Linked DNA regions of Mus musculus: all the other regions are linked to region 2. The links are chromatin contacts, called in public HiChIP or PLAC-seq and promoter capture Hi-C maps. All regions are on one chromosome and are shown on one strand. The core of a region is the stretch at or near the end of the contact, and the rest is flanking DNA. Distances in the headings are between cores, read along the strand shown.

Region 1 (2,700 bases), core at 144-2,643, 990 kb after region 2:
CAAACTAACTTTAGCAATCTTTTCTAATCTTCTGGCTCTTTCTCATGTTCTTACTTGTTCTGTCTTTACCTGTGCATGCCCCCCCCCCCTCTGTAACCTCCATCCCAGGAGACTTAAATCTTCACCTGCCCTCCATGGGCACTCCACACACATGGTTCACAGACATACATTCAGACAAAACACTGGTCCACATTAAATAAAAATAAAGTATCAAAAGAGTTAAATTAATACATGATAGCTTTAAAAAGGAAATTAATTTCTCAGCTTTAAAAACAATGTGTAACTAGATTGGACTTCTACCCAGAACCATGCAAGCAACAAGGGAGTAAAGTATTTACAGTACTGAAAACAAGGGGGAAAAAAAAAAACCCCATCTCACGCCGGGATTTAGAGGTGTGCACCAGCACACTCTGTGGGAAAATTCTTTAGAAAAAATGAAAGTGGGGCTGGAGAGATGGCTCAGCGGTTAAGAGCACCGACTGCTCTTCCAGAGGTCCTGAGTTCAATTTCCAGCAACCACATGGTAGCTCACAACCATCTGTAGTGGGGATCCAATGCCCTCTTCTGGTGTGTCTGAAGAGAGTAATGTGTACTCATACATAAAATAAATAAATCTTTAAAGAAAAAATGAAAGTGGTAAGGTCAGAAATGACAGAAAAAAATATGAAGAAAACCCACTTCAACATTAACATCCAGTGTAGTACTTTGGTACTGGGTCTGGAAAGGCTCTGAATACTGATCTGGAGAACCAAGGCAAAGTGTGAGCCATGAGTCTGGGAATGGAGGAAACCATTCAAATAATGGGCAGGTTTCATAAAATTCCTGCAAGGTGGGCAAGGCAGATAATTAATTTAAGCAACAAAGTAAAGCTGTACACAGTGTGCCCGGTTCTGTCCTTGGGGAGAGCAAGAAGAGTCAACCCACTAAAGGACTCCATCAAGTTAGTGCTCAAAAGAAACTTGGAAAAGGAAGCCCTTAAATATTATAAACTACACGAAACAGCAAAGATGTGGCACAGAAAAGCATAAAACGGCTGTCATCCTACTGTCCAGGAGAACCCTGACTAGCCCTAGGATATTTCAAACTATATTCGTTTAGGCACCGGCGAGTCAGGACAGGAGGGCGGAGTTACCACTCAGGCCTGTGTTTGGTTTTTTGAAACGAGCGAGCGCCCTCTTCTGTTTCGCGAGAGGAATGGCAGAATTTTTCCTGGGAGCGGCTGGCGGCCCGGGAAGGGCTTGGCAGACGCTGATTCAGACACCTAGGTTTACAGCTTGCAGGGGTGATGGAGAGTGACGCTAGGTCGTACGTCACTTTCACAGTGCAGGGGACCTCGTGACGTCACAGCTCCCTCCGCGGCCTCTTCCGGGGAGGGAAGCCGCGCGCCCAGGCGGAAGTGACGTACTCCTGCGTTTCCCTCAGTGGCGGCATTTTAAGTTTAGTGATCTGGACAGGTTGATACACTTAAGTCACCGCCTGAGAGGAGACTGCGGGGTTCCCGTGGCTCCGCGAAATGGGCCCAGCTGGTCCGCCGACCTTCCGGTGCAGATGAGAGAAGCGGGGCTCCGCCTACGGGAGCGTCCGGGAAGCCTGGGTTGAACGAAAGGAGGAAAGGGCGCCCGCGGGCCATGGCCCCACCTCCAGGGGTAGGTCCCGCGTCTCTGCGGTTTGCTGCCGCCGCCAGCTGGCTGGTAGTCCGCCGTCGCCGCGTAGAGCACTTCCCGAAAGTGGTGGAGTTTCTGCAGTCCTTGCGCGCTGCTGCCCCCGGCTTGGTTTGCTACCGGCACCATGAACGCCTGTGTATGAGCCTAAAGGCCAAGGTACTAGAGAGAAGGACGTCTGGTTGGGACTAAGATCGGCTGGAAAAGGGTAGGTGTTCTGAGCCCTGTACCGTGCAGGTGGTGGTGGAGCTGATCCTGCAGGCGCGACCCTGGGACCAGGTCCTGAATGCCCTGAAGCATCACTTCCCAGCAGAGTCCAGAACAGTAAGTACCACTGGACCCCGAAGCTGTGAGTGCTATCTTGGGCAGACCAAACTCAGGCCTGATGCAACCAAGTTGCCCCTGGGTCCTAGCGACACCTCCTCACCCAAATTTTCCTGTCTTCAATATCCTCAACAGACAAAAGAAGACAGGAAGCTTTTGGAGGCACGGGAAAATTTTTGCTTGCTTGTGAAGCACCTGTCAGAGGACCCGCCTTCGAGCCTGCAGGTGAGAATGGTTGGTTTGGAGGATGTTATGGGATTCCTGTTTTGTTTTGTTTTGTTTTCTAAAATTCATCTGACCTGCTTCACTTTCCCACATACAGGAACTAGAACAAGACTATGGGGAATCCTTTCTAGTTGCCATGGAAAAGCTGTTGTTTGAATACTTGTGTCAGCTAGAGAAAGCACTGCCTCCAGTCAGAGCACAAGAGGTTGTTGAGAAAGAAACACTTTAAGGGCGGAAGGCTGGGTGGCTTCCCCGAGAACTATGATCTTCCTATCTGTCGCCTTGCCCACAGCTTCAGGATGCTCTAAGTTGGAGTCAGCCGGGCTCGTTCATCACTTCTTCGGTTGCTTTGCACCAGTATGGTATGGACATGGGGTGGACATTTCCAGGTAAGAGGATCAGCGGAGATAACTAGCAATTTGGAGGTTAGTGTTTAGCTCTACCAAACCTGAGTCAGCCGAATGGAAGTTATATGGGCCTGTAACACAAA
Region 2 (2,700 bases), core at 169-2,668:
AAAAAAAAGTTTGTCAATGGATTAAAAATTAAGATGAAAGTTGGCATATGGCAGATAACAAATGACAGAAAATACAACAGAAACAAAACCATCGTATAGGCACGATTCCTATCTACAGCCCTTATCTTCTCCTTTCTCCAAATTCCCATTTCGTTTACTCATTCAATAATCCCACAGCCGTGAGATAGATCTCTGTGGTAAAGCTCTTGCCTTGCATTCATGAAACCCTGGGTCCAGTACACGGTATCAGATAACGGCAACAACAAAATCAGCCTTTGCTGTTACTGGACTAAGTGTCCGTGATTCAAGCATTATTATAAACCACATCCCCTGATTAAAGGAGCCCACAATCTAGAGCAGAAAAGACAAATACAGAGATAAAAGACAATGACTTAAATAGAGGTAAGAGAGTAAGGACAGAACTGAGAAAGCACCTTTTTCTGCAGAGCTCGGGTAAGGGAAGAGAGGGGAGAAAAGGTATCACAAACAGATGGATCCCAAGCCTTGGAAATACAGACTAAGAATTTCTCCCGGGGACGACATTCGCAGCAAGGAGGATGTTAAGTGTTCAAGCACGATGTGCGAAGATTGTCCTTTCAAGCTTACTCTAAATCTCTTGAGTTACACTCATAAAACGCGCAGAAAAGGGACACTTTGGGTTGGGAAACCTTTACTGTCCCGGGCACTCGGTGTGAATGGGATTTCCTGAATTTAAGCCAAGGAGCATTTTCTACTTTTAGAAAACATTGGGACAACGGTGTAGAGAATCCTCCAGTCTTTCCTAACGGAAAGCCATGGCCCTAACCGTATACCCGAATGCTGAAGGCCACAGAAGTCTCCCACCAGCTGCCTTGCATCCTACGATTCTCAACATTCCATGTCACCGCTTCGTCTCTTCTGCCAAAACAACACTTAGAACTTCCCTAAGCATCCATCCTCCACCGACTGCGGCCAGGGTCCTCTCCAGGATGTCAGTCTGCGCCTACGGACCGCCACCGTCCTCCCAAGCTGTTCCAGGCTGTTCGGCGTCCCACTCGGATTCTCCCAACCCGCCGTCCCCGCCCCGGAGACTCCCTGTCCGGCCGCTCAGCCCCCACATACTCCCTCGCACTTCATGTCCAGGATCCTCTCCACCTCGAAAACGTCCTCCCCATCCTCCTCGCTGTCCCCAACGGCCACCGTTCCTTTGGTGGCTGCGTCCTTCTCTTCGTCCCCTGCTCCAACTCCTTCGGACTCGGGAGAACGGCCAATGCTGTCGGGAACTGACATAACTAGAGCGGCCGCACTCATGCCCTCCTCAGCCGCCGCCGCCATCACAGACGCAGTGCAAAACCAACGCGAAAAACCGCCGGCGACCCACAGCGGGACAGCACCGCGCGCCTGCCGCTCCGCCCTAATCCGCTCCAGCGGCGTGACTCGACCGTGAGGCAAGCCAGCCAATTGTGGGCGCCGAGCTCTGGATTGACACACAGAACGGCCAATCACGCAAAGGCGCGCTCCCCGGCTCCCTGGGGAGTTCACGGGAAGTGGATGGGCGGGTCGACGGACTCTGAGGAAGAACGCTGCCTCAGGGAAGAGCGGAAGGGCTCCCCTGGGGAGACTGCGAGGGGCGGTCCTAGCACCTCACCTCCCAAACTCCGGTGACGCCCGCTGCCTGAGGAGACCTGTTGTTTGGATTGTCGGAAGGAGACCATGAGGATTCTGGGAAAGGGACCCCCAGTGTTAGCGAGACCCGCCTGTGCGGAATGGCTGCCCAGGAATCCTTTCGTATGGTTTTGGCTGGCTTATATGGCGTCTGCGGTCGAATCAATTACATATAGCCTATAGGGATATTTCATTTTAGTGAGTAGCGTTTATAGATAGAGAATAGGGACCCGGAGGTGGTTCAGCAGATTACGGCCCTGGTCGCCAAATATGAGGACCTGAGTTTAATTTCCAAGGGCATACATAGCGAGAGAATTCCCCCAATATGTATTCTCTTCTGTCAGGAGAAAGGCCAATCTTTACAGCAAGACACTGTATCAAGTAATAATTTATGGGATTTACTTGTTGGGCTTTGAAAGTAGTTCAGTGATAGGGCGTTTGTCTGGCAGGTGATGGTTGGAGGCTTGGTCCTAGTAGCTGAGTAAAAGTTGGTTCTCTCCTTCAAAAGATAGAGCCCAGGTTGCCTGGCTTGGCCCCATTTGGGCTATACTTAATTAATTGGATCATTCACACCTGATAAACCAAGCCAAAACCACCTATGTGTTTGTTCCCAAGTTCCCTTGCTTCTTATTGAATTGAAAATATCAGAAGCAGGTGCGGGGTTGATGCAAGAGAAACGAGTAATATTGATGCTACAAAGGAGTCACTAGGAAGCGAGCCTGCGATATGATTGGAAGAGAATTACCAGGCTTATTACAAACTCTAGGAAAGACATTTTTGTGCCAACATTGAAGTTTTGGGTTGCTGAGAAAGTTTCTGTTAACGTTAGTGCACTAAGATTGACCTCCAATTAGACTCCATTTCCACAACAAAAGGAGACAACCCTAACTTACAACCAGCCATTAAGCCTATCCACCTTATTAAAAAAAAAAAAAAAAAAAAAGCCTCTAAGGGGCAGCTCAATGGCTGAGCCCCAAGTCACACCTATCATTAAGTCCTAGTTTGCCATTAAATCCCCTGTGCCCTTGTGAGGAAAAGCCTAACTCTGCTGGTAGG
Region 3 (2,700 bases), core at 144-2,643, 780 kb after region 2:
AGCAAGTCCACCTCGCGGGTGGAGAATATAGAAAATCATCTATACACAGGCCTCTCCCTGAGAGTAAGCCCTTCTTAAACAGGGCTAGCTGGGGTGGGCGACTGGCCAGAGAAAACTGATGACCACCGCCCTGAGAAGGGACGAGTTGAGAGGGCCTCCAGCTCATTTTGAGGGTCACAAGAAGTGGGTGGTTTGAGGAAAGAGTCCCAGAGCTGAGAGGTCTCGGATTTTTTGAGTAGAGGAGGGCCTCTTGGGAAATGAATACGCGCCAGAGGCTCTAACAGTGTAGTCCTGGGGTGGGGGTTTCCCCTATCCGCCTTATTCCTTCACTAACCACTCCCACCTCCCCGCCCCCGCCCCCCCTCCTCGTTTGTCCACTGTCAAGCATCCCACCCGGGGCCCAGGGGCATAGCCCGCCCTCCCACAGCCTGCGGCGGCCGCCCCCAGCCCGACCACCCTCCCGCCACGGCCTTCAGCTCCCGATCGCCCGGAAGGGGGACGCCTACCGCCAAAGCCGCGAGTTCCGCCCGCTCCTCTAGGTGCCCGCGGCGGGGGAGGAGGGGCCCGCGTTTCTCCCGCGCCCCAGGGGCCTGGGGCTGGGAGCCCGAATCTGGGAGGGCCTTCTCGGATCCTTCACCCAACCTAGACTTCTCTCGTCAACAACGCGTTGTGGCTTTGGAGTCACTTTCCGGCCCGGGGCGGAGCCAGCTCGGCTCCTCCCCCGCTAGGGCCGCACTGGCCAGGGCTCGGGGCAGGGCTGCGCTCCTCCTCCCCGGCTCGGCCTGCTGTCCTGCTGCCGAGCGACCCGCCCTCCACATCCCCTGCGGGGCCTACCGGGTCACAGACACTCACCCCACCCCCAACGCCTCCTGCCAACTCTCACGTTCGCCTCCAGTTCCTGGGGTCCTTGGGAGTTCTGCAGTTGATGGTTCCAAGAGAAGTGACTGGTCCAGAGTCACAAGAGAATCCTGCCCTTGACACAAGCACTTTCACCAAGTAGATAGAGTTGGGGGAGTAGGGGGGGAAGGGGGGGGAGATGAGGACACACACCTTGCCACAATAAGGAAAACCCCATGGAGAAAGACTGAAAAGGAGAAGATGAGAAAGGAATTGAAGAAATTTTGTTTCGTGTGTGTGTGTGTGTGTGTGTGTGTGTGTGTACACACCCTTGTGTGGCTAGAGCCCTCATATCCTCTCTCCATTCCTCTTCTCCCTCCCAGGGCCCAACTGCTGTCACTCCATGCTCTGCCAAGGAGGAGGGATCCGCAGAGACAGCAGTAGTAAGGCCAGGCAGAGCTGTGGGACACAAAAAGATACAGGGAGGGGAGTGCCCGGGCTAGGTGCCAGACTCACAGAGGACAGCAGAGCAGGGCAGGAGTACTGAAGCCTTGAAGCAGAGGGGGGAGAGCCAAGGGGACAGAAGACAGGAAAATCTGTGAGTTACAGAGGCACCTAGCAAGGATGGGGACGGAATGGCACAAACCCAAGCTGTCCTTGGCCCTGGTGCTTCTGACCCTGGAGGCTGGGTGGGCTCAAGAAGGGTCAGAGCCTGTCCTACTGGAGGGGGAGTGCCTGGTGGTCTGTGAGCCAGGCCGACCTACTGCAGGAGGACCTGGGGGTGCAGCCCTGGGAGAGGCACCCCCAGGACGAGTGGCGTTTGCTGCAGTCCGAAGCCATCACCATGAACCAGCAGGAGAAACCGGCAACGGTACCAGTGGTGCCATCTACTTCGACCAGGTAATCCCTCTGCCTCTGTCCGGAAGACATGCAAGGACCTGGACTCTACTGTCCAAGCCCCTTTGCATCCCTCGGACTCCAAGGAAACCATTACCTGCATCTCTTGCACCACCTTCCTCTAAGATGGCCACTGACCGTTGGTTGGCCTTCTTTCATTCATACACACAGCACCGTAGCCCTTCCTCATAGTTTTTGACTCTACACATTCCTGTCACACCCGTTTGCCACCCCTTCTCTCCTCACCCACTGCACAAATGCCAACCCAGTGATGCTCCTGAGCTCCCGGCACCCAGAATCCCTCTCAACACAATCTGCTTCCCCACAGGTACTGGTCAATGAGGGCGAGGGCTTTGATCGGACCTCGGGCTGCTTCGTGGCCCCTGTCCGTGGAGTCTACAGCTTCCGATTCCACGTGGTCAAGGTGTACAACCGCCAAACTGTCCAGGTGACCTAAGTGCCAGTCCACCTCCGGGGGGAAGGGAGGGTCATAGTGGACCGCAGCACATCCCTGGATAGCCCTTCTGTTGGACCTGTATCCCAGGGACCAGGAGCAAGGGAGGAAAGGCTAGCAGGGTATGGCAGATGTACAGAACCCAACACTGGCCACCCCTCAGTGCTCACTGGAGAGCCCACTGACCCTCAAGTTCCCAAAAGAAAACTCTTGGGAGGATGGGGGGCGGGGTGTCCTGAGCTAAGGACTAGGACATAGATGCTAACTGGGCTCCCCTCCCCAGGTGAGTCTGATGCTGAACACATGGCCGGTCATCTCAGCCTTTGCAAATGACCCTGATGTGACCCGAGAGGCAGCCACAAGCTCTGTGCTGCTTCCCCTGGACCCGGGGGACCGTGTGTCCCTGCGCCTGCGTCGGGGGAATCTTCTGGGTGGCTGGAAGTATTCGAGCTTCTCAGGCTTCCTCATCTTCCCACTCTGAGGACCCAAGCCTTTAAACGGAGATGTCTAGC
Region 4 (2,700 bases), core at 71-2,570, 860 kb before region 2:
TAAAAAAGGGTCATGTGGCCTGGTTCTTCATGGTGTATCTGGCAGAGAATTGGTATTTATTGCATAACAAATACAGAAGCAGCATTTCTTCAAAGATCGTGACAGACCTTTGTAGAAACCAATCGCTCCCAATTTAGTTATACCATCTGCCTCTCCTAGCCCCTCCCTGAGCTCTAGGACCAGTAGACACCCGCCTTACCTGGCCTGCCCCCCGTGGTTCATCCCAGTAGTTCCACCCGGCCCCACCCATCACCTCCGTCCGCTCCTCAGACCCCGCCCCTCGGGCACTACACCATCTCCATAGCACCACCCGACCGTCTTGCCACTCCCCTCCCGCTCCAGCCGATCCCACCCGATCCCCCTCACGACCCCTTCCTTCAAGCACCGTCCACCTATACCGCTCCAGTGGCAGCCGGGCCCCGCCCAGGCCCCACCCGACCCCGCCCACCACGTGCTCCGCCCCGCCCCTCGGCCCCGCCCTCCAACGGACTCCACCCTGCCCCACCCACCTGTTCTGCAGGCCCCGCCCCTCCCCTCGGGCCCGCTCACCTGTACGCCCAGGGCGACACGCTGCGCAGGTTGGTGGGTGGCCGGAAGCGGCGGTCGGCGGCCCTGCCCCCGGCCGGGCAGCTGGCATTGCGCGCCTGCTCGCGCGGCCCGAGCTGCAGCGTGTGGTGGAAGGCGCTGAGCACGCCGGCCGCCAGCCGCCCGTACAGCTGCTCCAGGAGCTCCTCCGGCCGGTCCGCGCAGTCCCGCGGCCGCGCCGGGCGCCTCCCGGTCCTCAGCGCGCCCGCCGCGCGGCCCGGCGCCAGTGCCAGCAGGAAGCCGACCGCGAGCATCCAGACCTGCGGGACAGGCCGAGCTCAGCGTCGCGGGACCCGCCCGGCGCTCCGCACACCGTGAGGCCCTCCCCGAGCATGGGCGCCGCGCGGGCCGGCCCCCGAGCGCCGTCCCCGCCCGCCCGCCGCCCGCGCGGTCCCCGGGGCCCGGCCCGCCGCCGGCCCGCGCGCCCCCGGCCCCCGCCGCCGCCGCCGCCCAGAGCCGGAGCCCGCGCGGGGGGCGGGTGCGGGGCGCGCGTGCACGTGTGCGTGTGCCTGCCGGGCTGCTGCGCGGCGGGCTGCGAGTGCCTGTGAGACGCCTCTCCGGGCCGTCCCGCCGTCCTCCCCCCGTCCCTCTGCCCCAGCCCGGCCTCGGCCATGCCTCGCCGGTACCCCCGAGGGCGCTCACCAGTGTCCCCAACATCGCGTCGCCGTGATGCTTTCCAGACTTGTTAGGAGGGGGGCTGAAGGCTCTTCTGCGAAGTAAATAAGGGCGCCGCACACGCGGGGCGTGTGGCCTGCGGGCTGGGTGTCGCCCCTACAGAAGTGGACTGGCGGTCCGCCTGGCTGGAGGAGGAGGAGGTGGTGACTGGCCTCGACGCCTCGGCACGGACCAGTGGGGCCTCGGGGATGCAGTCGAGAGGCCGACTTTGGCTCAGAGGAAACGGATTTCTCTAGACATTGAAGCGGTCCAGGAGCTGGACAGGCCACTTGGAAATGAATGAACTCCAACCTAGAAGGACTCTCCTTCTTGCGACCACTTCCTCTTCTGGGATTTCATAGTTCGAAGAATTATACAAGAGATTAAAAAACAGTTATGTTCTGTTAGGCTAGAAGGAGGCTGTTTTCCCTTAAATACTCATAAAATGACTCCATGCCTCTTATTCAGCTAAGGGCCGAGTAATAAATACCCTCCCCCACCTGACACATGCTGTAAATGGGCATCTCTTGGTCTAGTTTTACAGTGTTGGAGAACTCAATCATGGTAATTAATTGTGTGAGCAGACATGTAAAATGAGCCTAAAGTTCTGTGAATAAATTAAGGGGAATCAGCTCAAATGAAGGACTCTATTGAATCTGAAGAGAGCTTGCTCACTTACTTGTTCATTATTTAAATGCCTTGCTTACCAGGCATCCAGCTAGTGAATATGATTACTTTTGAGCATTTACGCTTTGAGAATAAAGAGAAATGGCTGAGACTAGCTGAACGCTTTTTGAAAGTGTGCAAAATATTTTTTTGACTCCCTAAAACGGCTTGCAGCTTTGGGTTTTAACCAAGTTGTAAACCAGTGGTTAACTGCGTTTCAGTTCTGCTATGCAGAAAAACACTTGCCTTCAATGTTTTAAAACTGAAATACTTTGTAGCGGCTCTACCTTTAAAAGTCCCTTCAAACCTTACAGCTTAAAACATTTTACAATTCCTAGTAAACACATTTGGGTTTATGAAACACTTTGACTCGCACATAAATTGTTAACGTTGTCTCCTTCCTAGTAAAAAAACGGGAATAAAGACATCAGCACTCAAGTACTACTAATTTTCCATTTGAAAGGTACAGCGTAGGAGTATTTTCGAGGCGAGCTTGTCATTACCAGAGTTCCACGGAACTACTCACTGTGCTAATCAACAAAGTACCTTCCAGTGTCTGACCAGTTTGTGGAAGCCTCCAGTTACTGAAAACTTAAACTGAGTAGAGCATAAGATTCATTTGTGATTAAACAGGGGAGCAAAGGCTATAAATAGGTGCAGATTAAATAAAAAGTTCCCAGATCTGAGCATTTTATGAAGATACAAACATGTTAATAATTATTCCAGACTTGAGGCTGGGGAGATGTCTCGGTGGGTAAATGGGTTGTTGTGTTCTAGGGGTGGCCCAGGTTCTAT
Region 5 (2,700 bases), core at 37-2,536, 900 kb before region 2:
CCTGCTCTCCATAAACTTGTGTAGTCTAAACCTTAAGCTCACAGAGAATTACCTGTCTCCCCTGACCACTAGGGACCCAGGACCACATATTTCTATCTTAAGAGATCTTCCAAGGTATTCTCTCAGCACCATTACTAAATATAAAAGAAATAATTCCTTAATTAAAATGTGGGGGGCTGGTGAGATGGCTCAGTGGGTAAGAGCACCCGACTGCTCTTTCAAAGGTCCTGAGTTCAAATCCCAGCAACCACATGGTGGCTCACAACCATCTGTAATGGGATCGGGCTTCCTCTTCTGGAGTGTCTGAAGACAGCTACAGTGTACTTACATATAATAAATAATTATTAAAAAAAAATGTGATTTGAAAGCATCTTTTGGATCCAATTTGACTGAAAAACTTTTTCACTTCAATAAAGACTAGTTTGTCTTTGATACTAATTTTATGATCTGTGAGAAACATTTAATTACAATGTATACAGGCCAGCCAGAACTACATCAAGAAACTCTTGTTGAAAAAAAACCAAAAAGGTAGAGCTTTCTTGTGTCTTCAGACACTTTAATATTTAAAAATAGCATATAATTGAATACACGAAGATAATCATTGTGGCATACATACTTAAAAGGAATGGAAGCTTTAAAAAATTAGGTGCAAAATAGTTTGCTTTAAAACAGGTTTTTTTGAGTCTTATAAGTAGATGGTTTCTTCCTTTTCAATAGTTTTTTTTTCTTGATTGCCATTTTGATAAGTTACACTTGATTTGATCTATTTGGTTTAATAGAGTAGTCATTCGTTTAGAGAAATCGAAATCAAAATGAAGTATGGGTTTCTACAGACGAAACACTACTGTATGTAGAAATTGTGACAGTTCATTATCAAGCTGCTTTTTGAGTGGCGTCAGCATCTGAGCGGTGATTTAAAGCCCTTCAGCCAGATCAGGAAATCGATAAAGAGAGAACCGAACAGCAGGAACATAGTGAAGTTTGCCTGTCCCTGGGAAAGAAAAGATTACATGTGATTTAAGAATTGCCGAATCAAAGGGAGCATTAGTTTTGATTAAGGAAAACTGTGTGCCAGCTACCATGATAGATTGGTAAAATATGTGTTCATATACTGTGAATTCAACACTGAAAGCTCTGAAAGACTAATTGGTTTGAAAGGTTTAAGACTGACTCCAAAGTACCAAACAGCCAGACTACCGCAACCTAATTAAAACCTGGGTTGTAGAAGCCGGAAGCTGACTGGGCGGGACTAGACGCTCATTGGCTCCCACCGTCTGGTCTGCACCAGCGCAAACGCGGAGGTCCCCGCCAACCCTCACCCCACCCCCGCACTGTGACGACTGCGCATGCGTCAGTGGTGAGTGGCGGCCACGGAGTGTGGCGGCGGAGGGTCAAGGGATGTTTTGGGTGGGTTCCGAACCGGGTCCATACTGACCCTTGGAGACTTTCCCAGTAGGGGCCTCGTCTCTGCGGGGTCCTTCTTCTTGGACATCTTGAGCCGGAAACAAGTCCTTAGTGGTCCGGTCGGAATGGTGCCTGGGGAAGGGATATATATGCATGGACACGAGGAAGCCTTGAGCCTTAGCATGGGGTTTGGCTGGCCGGGCTGTTCATCCAAACTTACCTTGTTGTGTGTTTGTGGCTTGCTTTCTCTGTGCAAGTTTTATCTCAGGTCATGGTGGGATTTATTATTTTGAGATGGTCTCACTGTATAGCCAGGCTGGCCTCGAACTCAGACTCATTGATCCCTCATTTTTCCCGTGTCACCACACCCAACAATCTTTCTTTAAATAATAAACAGTATTTAGGAAGTGAAGGACTTCCCTCAGGCAGAGACTTGTATGAAAATGAAAGCACACGATTTTTATACACTCGAGATGCACAGGCAGACAGATCTCTGAGTTCAAGGCCAGCCTGGTCTACAGAGAATTTTCCTGGACAGCCAAGGCTACACAAAGAAATCCTATCATTCATTCATAGGTAGATAGATAGAGCAAGTTCTAGGACAGCCAAGGCAACACAACTGTCTTGAATCAATAAGATTACTTAGAGAATATCTGCCAGGCATTGTCATCTACAGAGTTCACGCTCAGGGAACAAACAAGTTGAGAACAATGTCATTTCTAGTGACTGTGGGTGCCTGTCTCTGAGCCGCAGGTTGAGCATACTTGACAGGTCATTCTATTCGCCTACTAGTACAGCTACCCTTCCTGCAGTTTACTAACGACTCTGGAAAGAAACTTTGTTTCATTCTCTTTCTGCTGGCTTAAACTCTCTTGACCTAAATATCTTGGAGAAGGTACTTAGATACTCTGACATACAGTATTGTTAGTTTTTTGTTGTTGCTTTCGTAGATCTGATGCATGGGAATAGAAGTTTGTTTTGATTTTGGGTTTTTTTTTTGGGGGGGGGGTTGGTTTTGTTTTTTTTTGTTTTTCCAGACAAGGTTTCTCTGTGTAGCCCTGGCTGTCCTGGAACTCACTCTGTAGACCAGGCTGGCCTCGAACTCAGAACTCCACCTGCCTCTGCCTCCTGAGTGCTGGGATTAAAGGCGTGCACCACCACGCCCGACTAGAACTAGAAGATTTTTATAGAAATGAAGAATCCCTGCTGCTGCTGCCGCTGCTGACCCTTTCCCCACGGTAGTCCCATCTTCCTGTAACCCCATTTCCATTTTTCCTATCAAGGCAAGGCCTTGAC
Region 6 (2,700 bases), core at 167-2,666, 950 kb after region 2:
GTGTGTGTGTGCGCGCGCGCTCACATGCATTAAAAATACAGAGCTCCCATCACAGTGCCAGGAGCAAAGATAACCAGTGACTCAGCTGTTTCCCCCACTGGGACTGAAGTACACAAGGCCAGAAGAAGCATCTCTTTTCTTCTAGAATACGTTACCTAAAAGAGGACCTAGAAAAGGGCTGGGCAGGTAGTGGATACTTTAAATCTGTCTCCATGGCTCACGGTGAATGAAAGTAGAGAGAACACAGGATGAAGAACATTGCAACAGCCTTAGTGGCAACTGCACTGAATGGTTATTAAAGAGACTAAAAAGCTTTGAGAACACTGCCACTTAGTGCAACAATGATGATAAAGCTGGCACTCAGAGGGGGGAGACGGGGGGGGGGACTCTTTTTTAGCTTTTAGAGTTTGAAATATCTCTAGGACATATAAGCGAAACTACATTTTTCTTCTTTCTGGTTTTTTAGACAGGGTTTCTCTGTGTAGCCCTGGCTGTTCTAGAATTCGCTCTGTAAGCCAGGCTGGCCTCTAACTCAGAGAACTGCCTGCTTCTACCTCCTGAGTGCTGGGATCAAAGGCAGTGTGCCACCACTGCCCAGTGATACTCAATTTTTAAAAAAATTAGAAACCTCACTATTATCTTAAACTCTAGACCCTCCTGTGTCGACCCCCTGAGAAGCTGAACATTACAAACAGCACCACTGCCTCTAGCTTTTGACCATGTCAACAAATACATATACTGCTATATAATTGTCACTATCATTATGCTTGTGGACGTCTGGACTGGAGAGAGGTTTGGGTGCCATATAGTAACCATGAATGTAGATGAAATCAAGAGAACAGGAAGGAAACCGAGAACTTTTGGCAGCCAGAACTCGCTGATAGCAGGTTGCTGGAGAAACTTCTTCACTTAGCCTGGAAAGGGACTCTAGCCAGCCTGAGTTTGGCAAACATGGCTCTGTCAGGCCTTGCCCTTCTCTCCACTCCCTCTGTCTTGCTAAAAACGTTAGATTGAGTTCCTAAAGCTAGCTACCGAGATCCGTTCCCTTATTCACCTCATCCTAACACAGGATTTCCCCTTTTACCTTTATAAACTGCCACTCTCCTATGGGCCATGCCTGTCTCCTCTCTATTCAAAGACAGTCCTTTGTCCCCTCTTCGAGAGAAATACCTGCCCCCCCCGTCCCCCCCCTCCCCTCTTCTCTTTCCCCTTCTCCATCTCCTGTCTTGTCTCTTATTCCTATACTTCGTCCCTCTAGGGCAAATAAAGCTCCTTTGTCCTGAAAACTTGGTCTTGGGGTGTCCTGAGCCGATACCAGTCCCTTCAAGGCTGCAGTTTGAGTTGCGAATGGGAAGAGCCAGGCCTGCAGGGGGCGCAGCGCCTCGTCTCCGCACCTCACACAGCACGGAGCCGCTCTAGCCACACTGGGACTCGGTGGCGGCCGGAGTTGCACGTCCTGGCACCTCCTCCCTGAGCAGGTGAGTTCGCCGGTGGAGGAGGGGGTGCAAGGGTCCACGGGACGGACGGACGGGCGGGCGGGCACTGCTCTCTATATGCGCGGCGTGTGCCTCGGCCCTGACGGGTGGGGCTTCGGAAAGATCCGTGGGGACGGAGGCCGTGGTTGTGGTGAGCGCTTCCTCCTGACCTCACAGTGCCAGCCGCCGGCCCCCTTTTAACTCACGGGGATCCTTATCCTGGGCCTGCTGGCAGCTTCCGGGAAACACCTGGGGGGCGGGGCCGTGTGGGCGGGGTTCTGTGATTGACATCTCTTTCGGCAGATTGAACGGGCTGCCTCCGGACCCCTCCCCTATCGCCAACGCTGAGCCGAAACCATGGTGAGAACCCTGAGCTCAGCCCCTTTCCCCTGCATGCCCATGCCCTCATCCCACGTGGCTATCTCGGCCGGGCTTCTGCAAGACTGCCCTTGCGAGGCAACCGGCGTTCATATTATCCTATCCTCATATCCCTGGTAGCATGGGCGCCTGAAGGTGAAGACGTCCGAAGAGCAGGCAGAGGCCAAAAGGCTAGAGCGGGAACAGAAGCTAAAGCTCTACCAGTCAGCCACTCAAGCTGTCTTCCAGAAGGTGGGGCCCTCGGAGGTAGTCCCCAATAATACAAAGACCAAAAGCTTGACCCTAGAGTCAAACTGTAGGGATCCAAATTTTGATTCTGTCTGTTGTTGCTGTATTGCCTTGTTCGAGTCACTGGAACTGCCTTCATCTGTAAAATGGAGCTGATGATTGCACAACCTGTGTACGAGTATTGCAAAGATTAAGTGAGAAAATACCTGTTAGGCCATGTAAGGTTTTGCACAGTACCTGTTGCATAGTGCCACTATTGACTGGTTCAGAGTTTATAATGTTTAACCTAGAGCTGGGGAAAGGCTGTGGTCCCTGACCCTATAACCTGTCTTCACAGCGGGAGGCAGGCGAGCTGGATGAATCCGTCCTAGAACTGACAAGCCAGATTCTGGGAGCCAACCCTGATTTTGCCACCCTCTGGAACTGTCGCAGAGAAGTGCTCCAGCAGCTAGAAACCCAGAAGTATGTAGTAGTTCAGGTCTCTGCCCTGGCCCTCGCCTGGGTGCAGAACTGGAGGAGGATTGGGGTAGCCGGGCATAGAGATAGGATAGTAGGGGGACCAGATACAAGAAGGGAGGGACAAGTTGGGGTTGGATGTTGGAAGGCTCTAACCCCCCTT
Region 7 (2,700 bases), core at 69-2,568, 920 kb after region 2:
TTCAATACCCAGAACCCACATGGTGGAAGGGGAGAACTGACACCCACAAAGTCGTCTTCTCCCCTCCACAAGAACACTCCAGAAGGCACACACATTCGAGTGTGTACACATGCCCAGACGTATTTAAAAAAAAAAAAATTCTTACTCTGAGTTGTGGAAATAAAAATGTGAAACACATTGCTCCCTCTGTGTCTCTGCTAGTAATAGTTGGTCCTTGAATTCAAGTGTATCCATCCTTACTAGGCACACTATACTTTGGCCTTCCAGGTTCTGCCCCAAGGGTCTGCTGATTCTTTACGGTCAAGTTTCACCACAAAGATGAACTCTTCTGTTTACTGGCTTCGGAACTTCCTGACCACTCCTGCTCACCAACCCCTCTTCCCTTTCTTACAGTACTTACCAGACGACTGGGAGCCACGGGGCTTGCCTCTCTCGGACTCCAAAAGAGTACCTCCCAAGACCTGCAGCAGAGTTCTGACCACGAAGCTGCCATGCGTGTCTCCACAGAAGAACAGAAAATCATCACACACTTCAGCGGCTAGTCCCAGGACTAGCTCCTCCAGAGTTTGCGAGGGACCACCCTCCTCCTCTTCCTCCTCCTCCTCCTCTGCCTCCGCAGGACGCCTCAGCAATCGAGGTAGCTGCAGCAAAGCACTTTGTAATACGTGGACCCCACACCGATGACAAGCCACGAAGCGCAAGTTGGGGCGCAGAGCGGCCCACACTCGACACAGGGGTTTCAAAGGACTGAACCCCAAAAGCTCCTGCAGCATTTCGCTACCAGTCCTGTTCGTGGCCAAGGCTAGAGCCTGAGCCTCCACTTCCTTCAAAATATTGCGCGCCATCAACTCTTTAAAAAAAAAAAATGGGGTCATAAATAAACCGTTAGGCTGAGAGGAGGAGAAGACTTACCCATCACTTAGCCAAGACCTCCCCTGAAAGTTCGGCGTGTGGGTTTTCCACTTAACCCACGGCGTTAGCTGCTCCTACCTCGTTCTTCGGCGGCGTCGGGAGCCACTTTTAGCGCTGACAGCGCCCGTCGGAAATATCCAAGAGCCTCCGGGCTCAGATGCGGGAGAGCCTCGGGGGCCTGCTCCGCACGCGCGGCTGCCGGCAGCCGGGGATAACCATCGCGGCCGGGAGGGGGACGTCCCGAACCCCGGGCCGCGCGTCCCCGCCGGCCGGCACCCGAGAACTGGCGTCGCGCTTTGTGAGCGGAACGCGGCCCCAACCCCATGCGTGCTTTGGGACCAGCCGTTCACGCTTCCCGGTTGCAGCTCCCACAACCGCCGGCGCGCTCCGGACGCACGGGGACGTCATGAGTCTGCGACGGGGCGGGCGGGAGGGCATGATGGGCGTGGCTGCAGGTCGCCCTTCCCCATTTGCGGACTCCACCCCACTGGGTCTGACCCTGGAACTCCAGGGCTATCTTTGACTGGTTCCATATCATCGTTATCCGCACCCGGACTTCCATCCAGGCACGCACTCCAACGTGGCAAGAATCAAAGTTCTCAAACTATAGATCTGGCGATCTGGGCAGAAAGAAACCCAGAGGCTGCGTCTGCTGCTGGTAAGGCTCTGACCACTTCAGGGGTCAGGGATTCGCGGTTCTCCGTGGGTCTGGACGGGTAGCCAGAACTCCAGAGAGCCCAGGACTCTTCGTGGCCATACCCTGTTAGGCTGCATTGCCAGATTCCCTACCAAGTCAGCTTCACTCAGAGGTTCGTGATAGTATTGTGTGTAACGCTGGAGAGTCCTGGGACTCTCCTAAAAGGACAGCCTGGCCTGAGACTTTGACTCAGGTATCCTTCTGTCAAATTTCTCTCCCCTCAAAATAGTCCAAACTTGTCTAGCCCTCACAGAGACCTGGATTCAGCACACAATCTACAGGATTCCCTCAAAGCGACTCTTTACCTCCACAGATATCCCCTTTGATGTGAGTCATGGTAGCGCCTATGAAGGGCCAAGTGTGTGTGGTAACTGGTGCCTCCAGGGGTATTGGCCGTGGCATTGCCTTACAGCTTTGCAAAGCAGGTGCCACAGTTTACATTACCGGCCGCCATCTGGATACGCTTAGAGCTACTGCCCAGGAGGTAAGTGACCACCTGAATTAATCACTGTGATTACTATACCCCCCCCAACAAATCGCAATGTTTACTGAATACCATAAATAATAATCTAGGATTGATTTTTTTTCTACCAAGAGAGCTTAATGGGAAGAAAAATCTTTCTGTTTGAGAGTTTCAGGTTTTGCAAAGAAAAAAAAATTGTACTGGTGGCTTCCTCTAATTTTCCTCTTCCCTGGCATTGGGTTTTGCATGCCTTTGATGCCAGCACTCAGGAGCCAGAACCTCTCTGTGATTTCAAGGTCTACATAGTGAGTTCCAAACCGGCTACAGAGTGAGACCTTGTGGGGAGGAAAAAAGCCGGCATGGCATGCATGCCTATATAACCCAGCACTGGAGACATTGGGCCAGGAGATTTCAAGTTGAAGGTCAGCTTGAGCTATGTAGTAAGACCCTCTCAAAAAAGCTCTTAGGCTTTAGTTGGCTTAGATTGGTGATCCAGTTAGAAGACGATTTAAGTTTTAGATAGTTCACCCTGGCTGGATTGTGAAGAAGTGACTTGAAGAAAAAGACTTGAAGTCAGGCGAGGCATTGCTGCAGTTTGAGCAGGACAGAAGCAGGACCCTGGGCTCAC

The links. Promoter capture Hi-C pulls out the DNA fragments that hold promoters and counts their contacts. HiChIP or PLAC-seq counts read pairs in DNA pulled down with a chosen protein or histone mark.
Region 1: a promoter capture Hi-C map of hippocampal neurons shows a contact between it and region 2, with 2.9 times the contacts expected there. The contact joins the promoter of Tinf2 here to the promoter of Mphosph8 in region 2. A contact is called at or near these places in 3 of 39 promoter capture datasets (the 3T3-L1 cell line, hippocampal neurons and pre-B cells).
Region 3: a contact with region 2 is called in a FOXA1 HiChIP or PLAC-seq map of pancreatic cancer cells. The contact joins the promoter of Cbln3 here to the promoter of Mphosph8 in region 2. A contact is called at or near these places in 1 of 39 promoter capture datasets (hippocampal neurons) and 2 of 115 datasets of contacts at active chromatin or transcription factors (effector CD8 T cells and pancreatic cancer cells).
Region 4: a promoter capture Hi-C map of hippocampal neurons shows a contact between it and region 2, with 5 times the contacts expected there. The contact joins the promoter of Il17d here to the promoter of Mphosph8 in region 2. A contact is called at or near these places in 2 of 39 promoter capture datasets (cranial neural crest and hippocampal neurons).
Region 5: a promoter capture Hi-C map of pre-B cells shows a contact between it and region 2, with 2.4 times the contacts expected there. The contact joins the promoter of 1700039M10Rik here to the promoter of Mphosph8 in region 2. A contact is called at or near these places in 4 of 39 promoter capture datasets (cranial neural crest, liver, pre-B cells and 1 more) and 1 of 9 other capture datasets (adipose tissue).
Region 6: a contact with region 2 is called in an HNF4G HiChIP or PLAC-seq map of pancreatic cancer cells. The contact joins the promoter of Rabggta here to the promoter of Mphosph8 in region 2.
Region 7: a contact with region 2 is called in a promoter capture Hi-C map of the HPC-7 cell line. The contact joins the promoter of Nop9 here to the promoter of Mphosph8 in region 2. A contact is called at or near these places in 2 of 39 promoter capture datasets (the HPC-7 cell line and hippocampal neurons).

The regions. Positions count from the first base shown.
Region 1 is chr14:55,680,510-55,683,209 of GRCm38.p6, reverse strand. It overlaps Tinf2 (Terf1 (TRF1)-interacting nuclear factor 2), which reads left to right and starts at 1,393. Exons shown (of 9, transcript NM_145705.3): 1 at 1,393-1,820; 2 at 1,899-1,985; 3 at 2,121-2,210; 4 at 2,308-2,415; 5 at 2,503-2,599. The coding sequence starts at 1,629. It also overlaps a transcript of Gmpr2 not described here.
Region 2 is chr14:56,666,966-56,669,665 of GRCm38.p6, reverse strand. Mphosph8 (M-phase phosphoprotein 8) reads right to left here and starts at 1,418. Exons shown (of 14, transcript NM_023773.2): 1 at 1,102-1,418. The coding sequence starts at 1,314. It also overlaps the pseudogene Gm4032.
Region 3 is chr14:55,882,949-55,885,648 of GRCm38.p6, reverse strand. Cbln3 (cerebellin 3 precursor protein) reads left to right here and starts at 1,393. Exons shown (of 3, transcript NM_019820.3): 1 at 1,393-1,737; 2 at 2,063-2,182; 3 at 2,472-2,700. The coding sequence starts at 1,462. The coding sequence ends at 2,669. It overlaps Khnyn (KH and NYN domain containing), which reads right to left and starts at 707. Exons shown (of 8, transcript NM_027143.3): 1 at 507-707.
Region 4 is chr14:57,523,449-57,526,148 of GRCm38.p6, reverse strand. Il17d (interleukin 17D) reads right to left here and starts at 1,320. Exons shown (of 3, transcript NM_145837.3): 1 at 1,228-1,320; 2 at 550-845. The coding sequence starts at 1,242.
Region 5 is chr14:57,570,200-57,572,899 of GRCm38.p6, reverse strand. It overlaps 1700039M10Rik (RIKEN cDNA 1700039M10 gene), which reads right to left and starts at 1,286. Exons shown (of 2, transcript NR_152103.1): 1 at 1,215-1,286; 2 at 532-991. Eef1akmt1 (EEF1A alpha lysine methyltransferase 1) reads left to right here and starts at 1,318. Exons shown (of 5, transcript NM_026526.3): 1 at 1,318-1,357.
Region 6 is chr14:55,720,979-55,723,678 of GRCm38.p6, reverse strand. It overlaps Rabggta (Rab geranylgeranyl transferase, a subunit), which reads left to right and starts at 1,416. Exons shown (of 17, transcript NM_001360387.1): 1 at 1,416-1,478; 2 at 1,779-1,835; 3 at 1,974-2,084; 4 at 2,419-2,543. The coding sequence starts at 1,833.
Region 7 is chr14:55,744,311-55,747,010 of GRCm38.p6, reverse strand. It overlaps Nop9 (NOP9 nucleolar protein), which reads right to left and starts at 1,318. Exons shown (of 10, transcript NM_026403.3): 1 at 991-1,318; 2 at 401-850. The coding sequence starts at 1,237. Dhrs1 (dehydrogenase/reductase (SDR family) member 1) reads left to right here and starts at 1,327. Exons shown (of 9, transcript NM_026819.3): 1 at 1,327-1,570; 2 at 1,923-2,093. The coding sequence starts at 1,944.